Regions from separate parts of the Mus musculus genome. Here regions 2 and 3 are each linked to region 1. The links are chromatin contacts, called in public HiChIP or PLAC-seq and promoter capture Hi-C maps. All regions are on one chromosome and are shown on one strand. Each heading gives the region's core, a stretch centred on a gene start, on an enhancer-like site or on the middle of the called end of the contact. The rest is flanking DNA. Distances are from core to core; before and after follow the strand shown. Region 1 holds the start of Malsu1 (mitochondrial assembly of ribosomal large subunit 1). Region 2 has its middle 18 kb from the start of Tra2a. Region 3 holds the start of Ccdc126 (coiled-coil domain containing 126).

Region 1 (3,419 bases), core at 730-3,229:
TTACTAATGCACCAGGGGCCACCAGACACTGCAAAAATTACAAAATCATTACCTCAGAAATACAGAAGGAAACCTATATTTCAAAAGGAAATGGAGTTTATCCAGCGTGGGGGTCCAGAGTGATCGTCGTGGCTGCTGCTTATCACCAGACAGAAGGATTCGCTTTGCAATAAAGGACTTCCACAATGTCAAATGAAAAGTTATATATTAAACAACCTTAATAAATATTCTGTAAGCAGAATGAAGTATAGAAACTCCAGGTGGTCACTTGTATCTCCTGCATTATGTATCTTGGTCAACTGCCCCACTAGCTGACCTGTACACTTATTAAAGTCTACATTTTTAAATGCAAAAAAAAAAAAAAAAAAAAGCCAAACTACCCTGGTGCCCTATATCTGGCCCTTACAAAAGTATAAAAAGTGTGTTCTTTCTTTGTTCTGGATCTCTCCTCCAGCCTGTGTGCTGAGAGGGGGTTCCCCAACATGTTGGATAAGTAAATCCCACATGTGTTTTGCAACGATGGTGGTCTCTGTGCTCTTTGTGGGTGAGGGTCTTTTAGCAAGCTATAACACCTCCTTCATGTCCTTTCTCTGTATAGCCCACTGAGTTTAATTAGTGCTATCTTTATGCGCATAGGTGTTCATGGTTTTTTGTTTTGACCGGAGTTACAGTGCTAGGCATGGATTCCCTCCTGTGAGGCAGGGCTCAGATCTAATCAGAAGGTGGTTGGCTGGCTAACCCCATAACTCATGCACTATTGACTCAGTGGGCGCATCTGGCCTGGCATTGGAATTATCACTCAGGGTAAGTCCACTGATGGCTTTTCTCCCCCAGTGACCTGCATGCCACCTCCTGACTCCATGAAAGCTGGGCAGCAGGTAAGAAGGTTTTAGATTAGTTTCAGCTTGAAAACAAGGAGTGTTGTCTTCACCAATATGTATGGTCTTACCATCTAGTTGTGGGAGACAACCAAAATAGCCTCACTTGTTTTTAGGTGGGCCCATAGCTGCCCTGACCAATAATGTAGGGATGATAGTATCCCAAACCCAGCACTGAGATTTTCATTTAATGACCCATATCTTTCATTTGAAAGCAATCAACCATACCTGATGCCGCCATTCAAACTTTTTTCTTCTTTTTTGTATGATTCATTTTTGTTTTGTGTTTTTAATTTTATGTGTTCAGGTGTTTTGCCTACTTATATGTCTGTACAATATGTTTGTGCACTTCATCTGAAGAGGGCATTTAATACCATTGAAATTAAATTCAGTCTGTACTTTTGACTGCTCAGCCATCTTTCTAGTTCTTGAATTTAGGGTTTTTTGTTTGTTTGCTTTTTTGTTTTTTGGACAGTGGGAAATGGCTAAAAATACTTAATTCCTATCTGACAGGGTTAATTTCTGCATATTTGGGGGAGAGGAAAAACAGAAAGGAGAGAGCTAGAGAGGGTTTGAAGGGGCTGGAGAAAGTGGGAGGGAAGGAGAAAAGGAAAGGAGAAAGAAGAAGAGGAAAGAGAGAGAGAGAGGTAGGAACCCTTTAATTCCTTTTAAGATGTATTTATTTATGTATGCCTACAAGACAGAAGAGGGCATCAGATCCTATTATAGGTGGTTGTGAGCCACCATGTGGTTGCTGGGAATCAATTCTCAGGACCTCTGAAAGAGCAGATAGTGCTCTTAACCATAGAGCCATCTTCTCCAGCCCCATAAAGATTATCTGGGCTCACTTTTTTTTTTCCTTTTCCTTCCTTTCCTTTCTTTTTTTTAAAAAAGAGAGACAAGGTTTGTCTGTGTATCCCTGGGTGTCCTGGAACTCACTTTGTAGAATAGGCTGGCCTTGAATTCAGAGATCTGCCTCGGCCTACCAAGTGCGGAAAGTAAAAGCGTAAGCCACCACCATCCACACGGTCCTCCTCATTCCTTAAACTACTCCCCAGGCAATCCGTCTAAATCACCGTTTCCGGTTACAGACCCGCCCACTTCGTGACGTAGAATCCCGGAGCCGCCCGGAAGCTCCACCACCTCCCCCCAGAGAAGTCGCGGCGAGAGCTATGGGTCCGGGCTGGTCGCCCGCGCGGCGTTTATGGCCGCTGCTGTGGCGCAGGGCGGTCTTCCAGAGAGCCGGCCCCGCAATGGCTTCGGTTCCCTGGCTTCCGCGGCTGGCAGAGCGATGGCTTCCCGCGAGGCCCGCGACCTGCCTGACCCCGAGCCTAACGCGCGGCCTGCACCATGGGCCTCAGCCCGAGGAGCGGACCGCTGGCGACGCTCGCCTGCAGCCCGGACCCGCAGGTACGCGGGCAGGACACCTGGTGGCCCGGCCTGACCCAGGCGGCCCTGGGCTTTCCTGTGCGCTTCGGGGGCAAGAGAAATAGCCATTCGCGCAGACGCAGAGCTGGAAGGGATTTGGGAGGTGGTCGGCACCAACTTTGCTTTGCGTACCCGAGAGTCCTAGAGGGAGGCTAAGGTAGCGTGTTGTCGTCAAAATTCCAGTCATAGAGCGGGCAACATCCGGCTCTTGGCTTCACAGCCCAGGATCCACCCCGTCTCACGATCTGCCCAGGGTCGTAGCAGGTGGACTGGTTGGTCTTAGTAGCACTAGTCCTAGCAGCCTCGTTTCTTCATATCTGTTGAAGGCTGTGGACCAGGTATTGTCTTGAGAACCCGCCTACCATACAGTATAGTTAAGTAACCTTTTTAATCTGCGATTCGATTTAACGTGTGCCCTAGGATATTGTCCTCTCCCTCAAATCATGCCGCTGGTTGTTGTGTAGCATCTCTGCATTTGTGGAGTGTTGTTCCTTTCAGTACTAGTAAATAGAAAGACATTTGCTTCTGCTTCCGTTTGGTAATCGCAGTATCCAGTGTCCGTAATCTGAACCTTCTACCTAGGAAAGCTGAGCAGTGCTTTAGGGAACTGTTGTCCGGGTTCAGTTTTAAGCTGGTTTTTGGTTGGTTGGTTTAGTTTGTCTTGAATGGAGATGGTATTAGGGGTTGGACCCAGGGCCACGTACATGCCACCACTGAAGCACACCTTCAGTCTTTTAGTTTAAAAATAAAAAATCTTTAGACCTTGTCTTTCTGAGTTGCTCAGCCTAACATTGAACCTGGGATCCTCCTGCCTAGTGTTCACCAAAGCATTTTAGATATAAATACACTTGTAGGGGGAGCAGTTCCACTGTCTCCAGGAGACTTCGTGTCAGTCTGCTTCTGTAGACAAATGTAGGTCTGTATTCTCCTCAGCCATCTGACACAAGCGTTTCTGCATTTTCAGATCACATTGGTGCCAAGTTTGACATCGATATGCTGGTTTCACTTCTGAGGCAAGAAAATGCAAGAGACATTTGTGTGATCCAGGTTCCTCCAGAAATGAGATACACAGACTACTTTGTGATTGGGAGTGGGACTTCCACCCGACACTTA
Region 2 (3,901 bases), core at 1,052-3,551, 210 kb after region 1:
CCAAGGAGGGGGAAGGGGAAATGAGACACAGAGAAACCAATAATTCCCCCACACTCACACAAGTGGTAAATGCAAAGCTGAGATGATTCAGGAAGGCTAAATTAGGGTCCTCCAATCTTAAATCTCTATAGCATTCACCTTGATAGAAAAGTACATTGATGGACCTGGAGTTACACAGTAGAGAGGGTCCTATCAGGGGTGAGGACCTGGCTAAGAGATGGAGAAAAAGCCCAGAAACACAGAGTAACCCATGCCGACCAGTGACAGTAGGGAGATATGAGAGGAGTGGTCACCTCAATGCTGCCTCCCTGAATGGATGTTTTGAATCTCATACAGTTAACAGCTGTTCTTTGGGTAAAGGGGATCATGGGGGATTCTCAGAAACGTTTTCCATCTGACCCTGTCAAGTTCTGTATCAGCAACACTAGTGTCTTCAATATTTTCAGGGTCAGTGCTCTGGGAAGCAGACAGGCATCAGAAGTCTAGGCATCGGGCTGGAGAGATGGCTCAGTGGTTAAGAGCACCGACTGCTCTTCCAAAGGTCCTGAGTTCAAATCCCAGCAACCACATGGTGGCTCACAACAATCCATAACAAAAATCTGATGTCCTTTTCTGGAGTGTCTGAAGACAGCTACATATAATAAATAAATAAATAAATAAATAAGTCTAGGCATCAAGTGCTTTTGGGAACAAATATGATTGAATTCTGCCTTCAGTACCTTCTAAGCAAATCTTAGAAAACATATCCTTAAACAGGGGGTCTGGGCTTAAGATCCTGTGTCTACCACTTAGGTTCTGGGGCAAGTTTGATAAATCTCTGTGTAAAATGGAAATAAAAAATATTTTAGGATGATTGTGAGGTGTTAATATGTCCACAGTGCTCAGCTGGTACTTGGCACACAGAGATTGCTCAGTTATTTATTTTTGCTTAATGTGGGCATAATGTTATTGAGCACTGTGTAAACATTATCCTTGTATTATTCAAATGCTGATTTCTCTGCCTCTGTATCTGGTTGCAATCCAGTCATTGAAATGCTTGTTCTAAGGACCTCATGTCTCAGTGTTGTGTAAACAGTGCTCTGCATTTATTCTCTGATCTCCAATAAAAGCTGGTCAGCCAATGACTGAGCAGGGAAGAGAATAGGGCTGGGCTTCCAATTCCAGCGAAGGGAGGGGAGAGAAAGGAGAAGAAAATTCACCAAATGGAAAGGGTCCAAGAGCCATCAGAACATACTTGGAGCAGAGAGAGCCAGACCAATACTAAAAATACAAGGATTTTGGCTGGAAGGTGGCTAGATTAGTTTGGAGGATTAGAATAGATTAATAATCTATCAATTATTGTGCCATAAAGCTTTTCAAATAAATCTATGGTCTCTGTCTCATTTATTTGGGAGTTAGCCAGATAAAGAAAATAGTACCACTATTTAAATTGCTTTAACAGCTTAATAATGGAGAAATCTAGAACTTAGGGCAATCTTTTTTTTCTTTTTATTAGATAATTTCTTCATTTACAATTCAAATACTATCCTGAAAGTACCCCATACCTTCCCCCCCAGCCCCCCCACCCTGCTCCCCAACCCACCCACTCCTGCTTCCTGGCCTTGGCATTCCCCTGTACTGGGGTATCTGATCTTTGCAAGACCAAGGGCCTCTCCTTAGGGCAATCTTTTTGGGCAAATCTAAAACTATTTATTTTTTCTCCTTTCTTCACCCCTTTCTTTCTTTCTTTCTTTCTTTCTTTCTTTCGTTCGTTCGTTCGTTCTTTCTTTCTTCCTTCCTTCCTTTCTCTTCCTATCTGGAAAGAAACACAAATCAGTCTCTGTAATTTTTGTGTGAGAATGTAGATCTTTTAGAGGGCTCTCTGAAGTGGAAACTTCTAGTTCTTTGGAAAGTTAGCTATGTCAAATGATGTTTTCTGGGGCACATAGGTGAAAGGATGTCTTGCTAAAGCAAACACATGAAAGAATATTTTCCTGAAGCAGACACAGGTGAAAGAATGGTTTGACAACAGACACATGAAAGGATGCTTGATGAAGGAGCATAAATGTGACCACACAGACAGTGGGAGACTGGCAATGAGCATTGGTTTGATTTGCTCCACCTTGGTATTCCTCATTAATGACACACAGTATTGGTTCACCTTACATAGTGTTGTTGAGTTCAACTCATGGTAATGACACCACTGAGAGACACTTGCCCAAGAACTGCTTGTGTGGTTCCTGCAGCAGCTTGTCACTTCCGCAGCCTCACCTCAGGCAACTTGGCAAGCCTGGCAGTTTCTTCAGGACTAGACTACAGTTGCTGGCTCATGCCTGGTGTCTGCCTGCCAAGAGGACTGGACTGTAGCTGCCAGTGCCTGTGTGGTATCTGTCTGCCTAGAGGACTGGACTGCAGCTGCTGAGTCATGTTTGATGTTTGCTATGGAACTGAACTGCTGAGAAAGATTGAGCTAGCCCCTAAAGTAACTATTGCTGAACAGGTCCACTTCCTCCATATCTTAATAACCTTTATTTTCCCTTACCTCTGCTGGGTGGTGGACTAGAAGAGAGGTTAAACCCTTATTAAAAATTAATTTTTAATAATTAATTAATTTAATTGCAAAAAATTTATGCCTACAGCTCTCTCTTCCTCATTCTGTCTCTGAGTGTGTGTGTGTGTGTGTGTGTGTGTGTGTGTGTGTGCACGCATGTGATGTATGGCACACATAGAGACCAGAAGAGGGCATCAAATGAACTGGAGCTAGAGTTATAGGCAGTTGTGAGCGACTCAGTGTGAGTATGGAGAACCAAAGTCTGAGAACTGAGATGACCATGACCATGCCTTCTAGATGTCAGTATCCCAGATCCTCAGAAACATGTCAATATTTGAACAACTGTTAGAAGATATGAGAAAGCAGAGGCAATTATCCTGTGTAACTACCCTACATAGGCTAATTGTCTCTGTCTCCAGAGTGTTGGGATTTAAGGCACACAGCACCACACCTGGCCTTATAAGGTTTTACATGAATAAACCTTAGCAAATGTCGACACACTGGAATAAGTTAGAGCTAGAAGCAGCAAAGAAGCAGTAATCAGTCATATGTCCCATGAAAAGAGATGTCTGGTCCGTTTTGTAGTTTTAGAACATATGATTGTTTTCTCTGTGTTCACACATGATTAAAGGGTGCCAATAGTTTGACTTAATCCATCACAACCACAGAGTAACTTATCTGATGTAGGCATTCCATAGGATTTATTTAAGTAGGCCACCAAGGTTTAATTGTGAGTTCTCAGCCAGCCAAGACTGTATAGCAAAGGAGACATTGCTTGTCTCAAACAAGAACAACAACAAAGACCCTACCAACAAACAAAACCCCCACAGCTGGAACAGAAGCTCATAAGGAAAATGAGAGCATGCCCAAGGGCTCCTGACAGAGCTCCTGACATGTAGTGAAAGATTTACATTCTGGTCTGGGGAGATGCTCAGTGGGAAAACGCATGTGCTATGCAAGCCTGAGGACCAGAGTTCAGATCCCTAGAACCCATGCAAGGCTGAATGTGGTGTCTTTGTCTGTAATCTCTGTGCTCCTAAATCCAGATGGGAGGTGGAGACAGGAGAGAGGCCCAGCCAGCCTTCTAGGAGCAAGTGGTCAATGATGAAAGAGGCCCAGTGTCAAACAAGGTGGACGGCTGGGACTGACACACCTGAGATTAAACAGGCAGGGTGGTGGTGCTGGTGTGTGAATGGCAACCGAGGAATGATATCTGAGGTTGTTCCTTGGCCTACATACACACACACACACACACACACACAGACGGAGAGGGAGAGGGAGAGTGAGAGAGGGAGAGGATATCTGAGCTTGTTCCTTGGCCTACATACATACAAAAGCTTACTTTAGCAAAGAAGTTGGCCAGTGATGATG
Region 3 (3,508 bases), core at 448-2,947, 250 kb after region 1:
TTATGTAGCAAGTTTTCAGCATCTATGTGGTGGCTTGCTGTTACAGTACCTCCTAATTCAGACGAACTACATTGTAGATCCTCGAGGGTCATATATGTCTAGCAGCATTAGAGAGCACAGAACATTTGTGTCCAGATTATCCCATTTTGTGCATTGGTTACATGGGTTTTTTTTCTCCTTAGTTAGGGCCCTGGTTGGATCCCCCTTTCCTTCTCCTCCCCTCCTTCTACTGTGACGTGGAGGATCAAACTATCCTCATACAAGGTATTAATAAACCCCTACATGTGCTGGTGTTCTACAGATGGAACACTTTGTTTTGCCCTTGATTCTTTTTCTTGTGATTAAAATTCTTTGTACATTCTGAGTACAAGGCCTTTCTTGATTTATATATTTCAAGGGTCTCATTCCACTCTTAAGGCTTGTCTTTTGTTTGTTGCTGTTAAAACTGTCTTTCCCAGGCTGCATTTGATTTCCAGGTCCTCCTGTTTTGTTTGGTGTGTGTGTGTGTGTGTGTGTGTGTGTGTGTGTGTGTGTATGTATGTGTGAAAGAGCGACAGAGAGAGAGAGAGAGAGAAACACACAGAGAAAGACACAGAGACACAGAGAGAGAGACACACAGAGACACACACAGAGACACAGAGAGAGAGATGCACACAGAGAGGCACACAGAGAGAGGCACACACAGAGACATATACACACACAGATAGAGAGAGACAGAGGGAGAGAGAATTTTATGAGTATTGGTATTTTGCTTGCATATACCTTAGTGTACCAACTGTATTCCTGGTGAGGCCAGAGGAAGACTGTCAGATATCCAGAAATGGGGTGACAGATGGTTGTGAGCCACCATGTGGATTCTGGAAACTAAACCCGAGTGCTCTCTAAGCACAAGGGCTCAGCCATCTTTCCAGCCCAATTTGACTTTTTAACGTGTAATTTTGTGTGTGCTGAGCATTTAATCAGGGCCATATTCATGCTAGCCAAGTGTTCTACCACTAAGCTGCATACCAAGTCCCGAAGTACTTGATTTTTTAAAAATGTATTAACTTTGTTAAACTCTTATTAATTGTAATAATTTGTCTACAAGTTGTTTTGTATTTGTCATGTGTATACATATTTATACCATCCGTGACAAGAATATCTTTAAAACACTTTATTTGTATTCATGTAATTGTGTGTGAGTGTGCTGAGGTCTGCAGAGGCCAGAAGCAGATGGGATCCCTTGGAGCTGGAGTTCCAAGAGATTATGAACCTCTTGATGTGGGAGCTGGTAATTGAACTCTGGTCTTCTGGTCCCTCAGCAAACTGTCTGAACTTTTGAGCTAGGTCTCCAGTCCTCAGAAAAGGATAGTTTGTTTCTATTAGTCTTTAGTCCTTTTAGTTATTTTTTTATCCTATTTCCCTGAGTGAGGACCTTCAGGAGCACCATGGGGACATTGGACTCTCCAACACTAGGATGCCCTCTAGTGTCAGACAACAGCATTAGGGGTTTCTTTTCTAGTGGAAGGTAGATAGTAGGATGCTTCACCACTAGTGGCGAATAGGGTGCTGAGTTTTCTCTAGTAGCAATGCAGCTGCTGCGCCTCTTAGTTGCTAAGCAACCGCGTCGCCCTGAGCCCCTGGGCCAACAGCACGTGCTGTCTCTCCGCAAGGCGGGACTACATTCCCCACAATGCCGCGCGCAGTAGGCCCTGGCCGGAGAATGGGGGAAGGGTGGCCGGGAGGCGGAGCGGAAACCGGGAGTAGCGTCCCCGGGTGCCGAGCGCTCTCGGTCCTACCTCCGTCCTGGCCCGCAGGCTGTTGCGGCGCCGCTAACGCCCTCCCGTGGCGGGCTGTGGCTGTACTTCCAGTTTGTGAGCCCCGCGGCGGCGGCCCGCGTGATTGAAAGGAAACCAGCAGGCCAGGTCAGACGGAGGAGATTGGGGAGGCGGGAGGCGGTGTCCCTGCGGCCCCGGCTTTGCTACTTTGACAGCCTCGACCGCCGGGCCGGGCTCCGCGGTGCTCTGCGGGGATGGGCAGTCTCTGCGGCCGCGCTCATTTGTGCTCCACTCTTGACAGCTCAATTCTCTCGTTAGGAGAAGGACGTGAAATGCCCATTAAACCTGCCAAACTCTTCTCCTGGGAGGCTGGGGAGGAACTTTATCTGCTGTAGGTACAGGCGGTGGCAATTGAATGGCCAGGCAGCCAGGATTCGAACCCCTGGCGTCCCTCTGCCTGCTGCTTCATTCAGGCTAAGCAATGGCTCCAAGCCGATGTGTTTCATCCAGCAGATGGAGATCTCATACAGTTTTAAGTTGTTAGATTTATGGATAATAAGCTATTACACCTTGAGTTTTTCATTTGATGAAAAGATGTTTTGAATGTGATTCGAAGTGTGTGGACTTTTGGTTAATCACTAGGTTGTGTGTTCAGTTTATATTTTTACTTCTTACATGCAGAGAATTCCTTAAGATATGCTGGCTTCTTAATTTCCGCCCCTTTAAGATGGCTGAGAATGTTCTAAGGAAATTGATGACTCTGCTTTCCTGGGGATCAGCTCTGTATATAACTGTACAAGGACTCACCTCCCCCACCTCCCTAGCCTGGTCCCATAGGAAACCCTTAAAAGGAGATTAAAGGCTTTGTCCGTCAGATCCTTTGCAGCTTTGCCCTATGTCAACTTTCTGTACTGTTTCTAATGGTTCAGTCGTTTCTCTCCTCCCCACTCCCCTTCTCTCATTTTCTAGACAGGATTTCTCTGTGTAGCCCTGGCTGTCCTGGAACTCACTCAGTAGACCAGAAAACTATAAATCCCCTTACGCATTTATTCGTGACCAGGCTGGCCTCAAACTCAAGAGATCCTCCTGCCTCCGCCTCCCTAGTGCTGGGATTAAAGGTGTGCGCCACCATCACCTGACACCCACTTAGGATTTCTGTTCCCAGGTTATAGTTTTTGTCTGGAGACACATTGAGTGAATGCAGTAAATCTGATCAGGAACGACTTCAACGTGTTCAGGTTCTGTCAGTTGTTTTTACCCTTGCTTTCTCAATGTTATTGACATTGGGTTTTCAAGGAAAGCTTTATAAAACTTTAACTGAATTTCATTTTTATTTAACGTGTATGCCCTGTATGTACTATTTTGAGTCGAGACATGATGATTTATGTGACTGTGTGATATCTTTAGGGAAAGGGGAGCCTTCTAATGATTGCTAGAACAGTAGCAGTTAATAATTGTGGAAGGGGGCATACGCATGCAAACATTTCTGATTAACCTTAAAACGTGCGGCAGAAACACTCATTTTGAAGAAAATGTCTCTCCTTGGTGTTATGAGTGCAGTAGAGGAGAAGGTGAGAACCGCAGCCTTGGTTCTTGTCCTGTTCTGCCACCATCCGCATGACCTTAGCTCTGCTTTCTCTGCAGTTCTCCTTTCCCCGTGTCTACAGTAATGAACAGATCGATTCGTCTATCTCAGACTTCCAATGCTAAGGATCTTGGAACATCCATTTTACTATAGCGGAAAACTATAA

Evidence for each region. Promoter capture Hi-C pulls out the DNA fragments that hold promoters and counts their contacts. HiChIP or PLAC-seq counts read pairs in DNA pulled down with a chosen protein or histone mark.
Region 2: a FOXA1 HiChIP or PLAC-seq map of pancreatic cancer cells shows a contact between it and region 1. The contact joins the enhancer-like site here to the promoter of Malsu1 in region 1. A contact is called at or near these places in 2 of 39 promoter capture datasets (the 3T3-L1 cell line and stem cell-derived epiblast-like cells), 1 of 484 Hi-C or Micro-C datasets (olfactory sensory neurons), 5 of 115 datasets of contacts at active chromatin or transcription factors (embryonic forebrain, embryonic midbrain, embryonic stem cells and 2 more) and 2 of 9 other capture datasets (liver and pancreatic islet).
Region 3: a promoter capture Hi-C map of pre-B cells shows a contact between it and region 1, with 5 times the contacts expected there. The contact joins the promoter of Ccdc126 here to the promoter of Malsu1 in region 1. A contact is called at or near these places in 13 of 39 promoter capture datasets (the 3T3-L1 cell line, 3T3-L1-derived adipocytes, the C10 cell line and 9 more), 18 of 484 Hi-C or Micro-C datasets (the 63-12 cell line, the AML12 cell line, CD4 T cells and 14 more), 14 of 115 datasets of contacts at active chromatin or transcription factors (the 230-238 cell line, the SCID.adh cell line, astrocytes and 10 more) and 4 of 9 other capture datasets (adipose tissue, liver, macrophages and 1 more).

What each region holds. Positions count from the first base shown.
Region 1 is chr6:49,071,816-49,075,234 of GRCm38.p6, forward strand. It overlaps Malsu1 (mitochondrial assembly of ribosomal large subunit 1), which reads left to right and starts at 1,980. Exons shown (of 4, transcript NM_029353.1): 1 at 1,980-2,288; 2 at 3,271-3,419. The coding sequence starts at 2,051. It also overlaps the pseudogene Gm19253.
Region 2 is chr6:49,280,025-49,283,925 of GRCm38.p6, forward strand. No RefSeq gene overlaps it. Among named protein-coding and RNA genes, the nearest start is that of Tra2a, 18 kb to the left of the region's middle. Within about 2 kb of position 2,302, at least 25 of the 459 cell types and tissues checked have an H3K27ac peak or open chromatin away from gene starts, as enhancers often do. A contact at or near this core is called in pancreatic cancer cells, where this site is marked.
Region 3 is chr6:49,317,577-49,321,084 of GRCm38.p6, forward strand. Ccdc126 (coiled-coil domain containing 126) reads left to right here and starts at 1,698. Exons shown (of 3, transcript NM_175098.6): 1 at 1,698-1,904.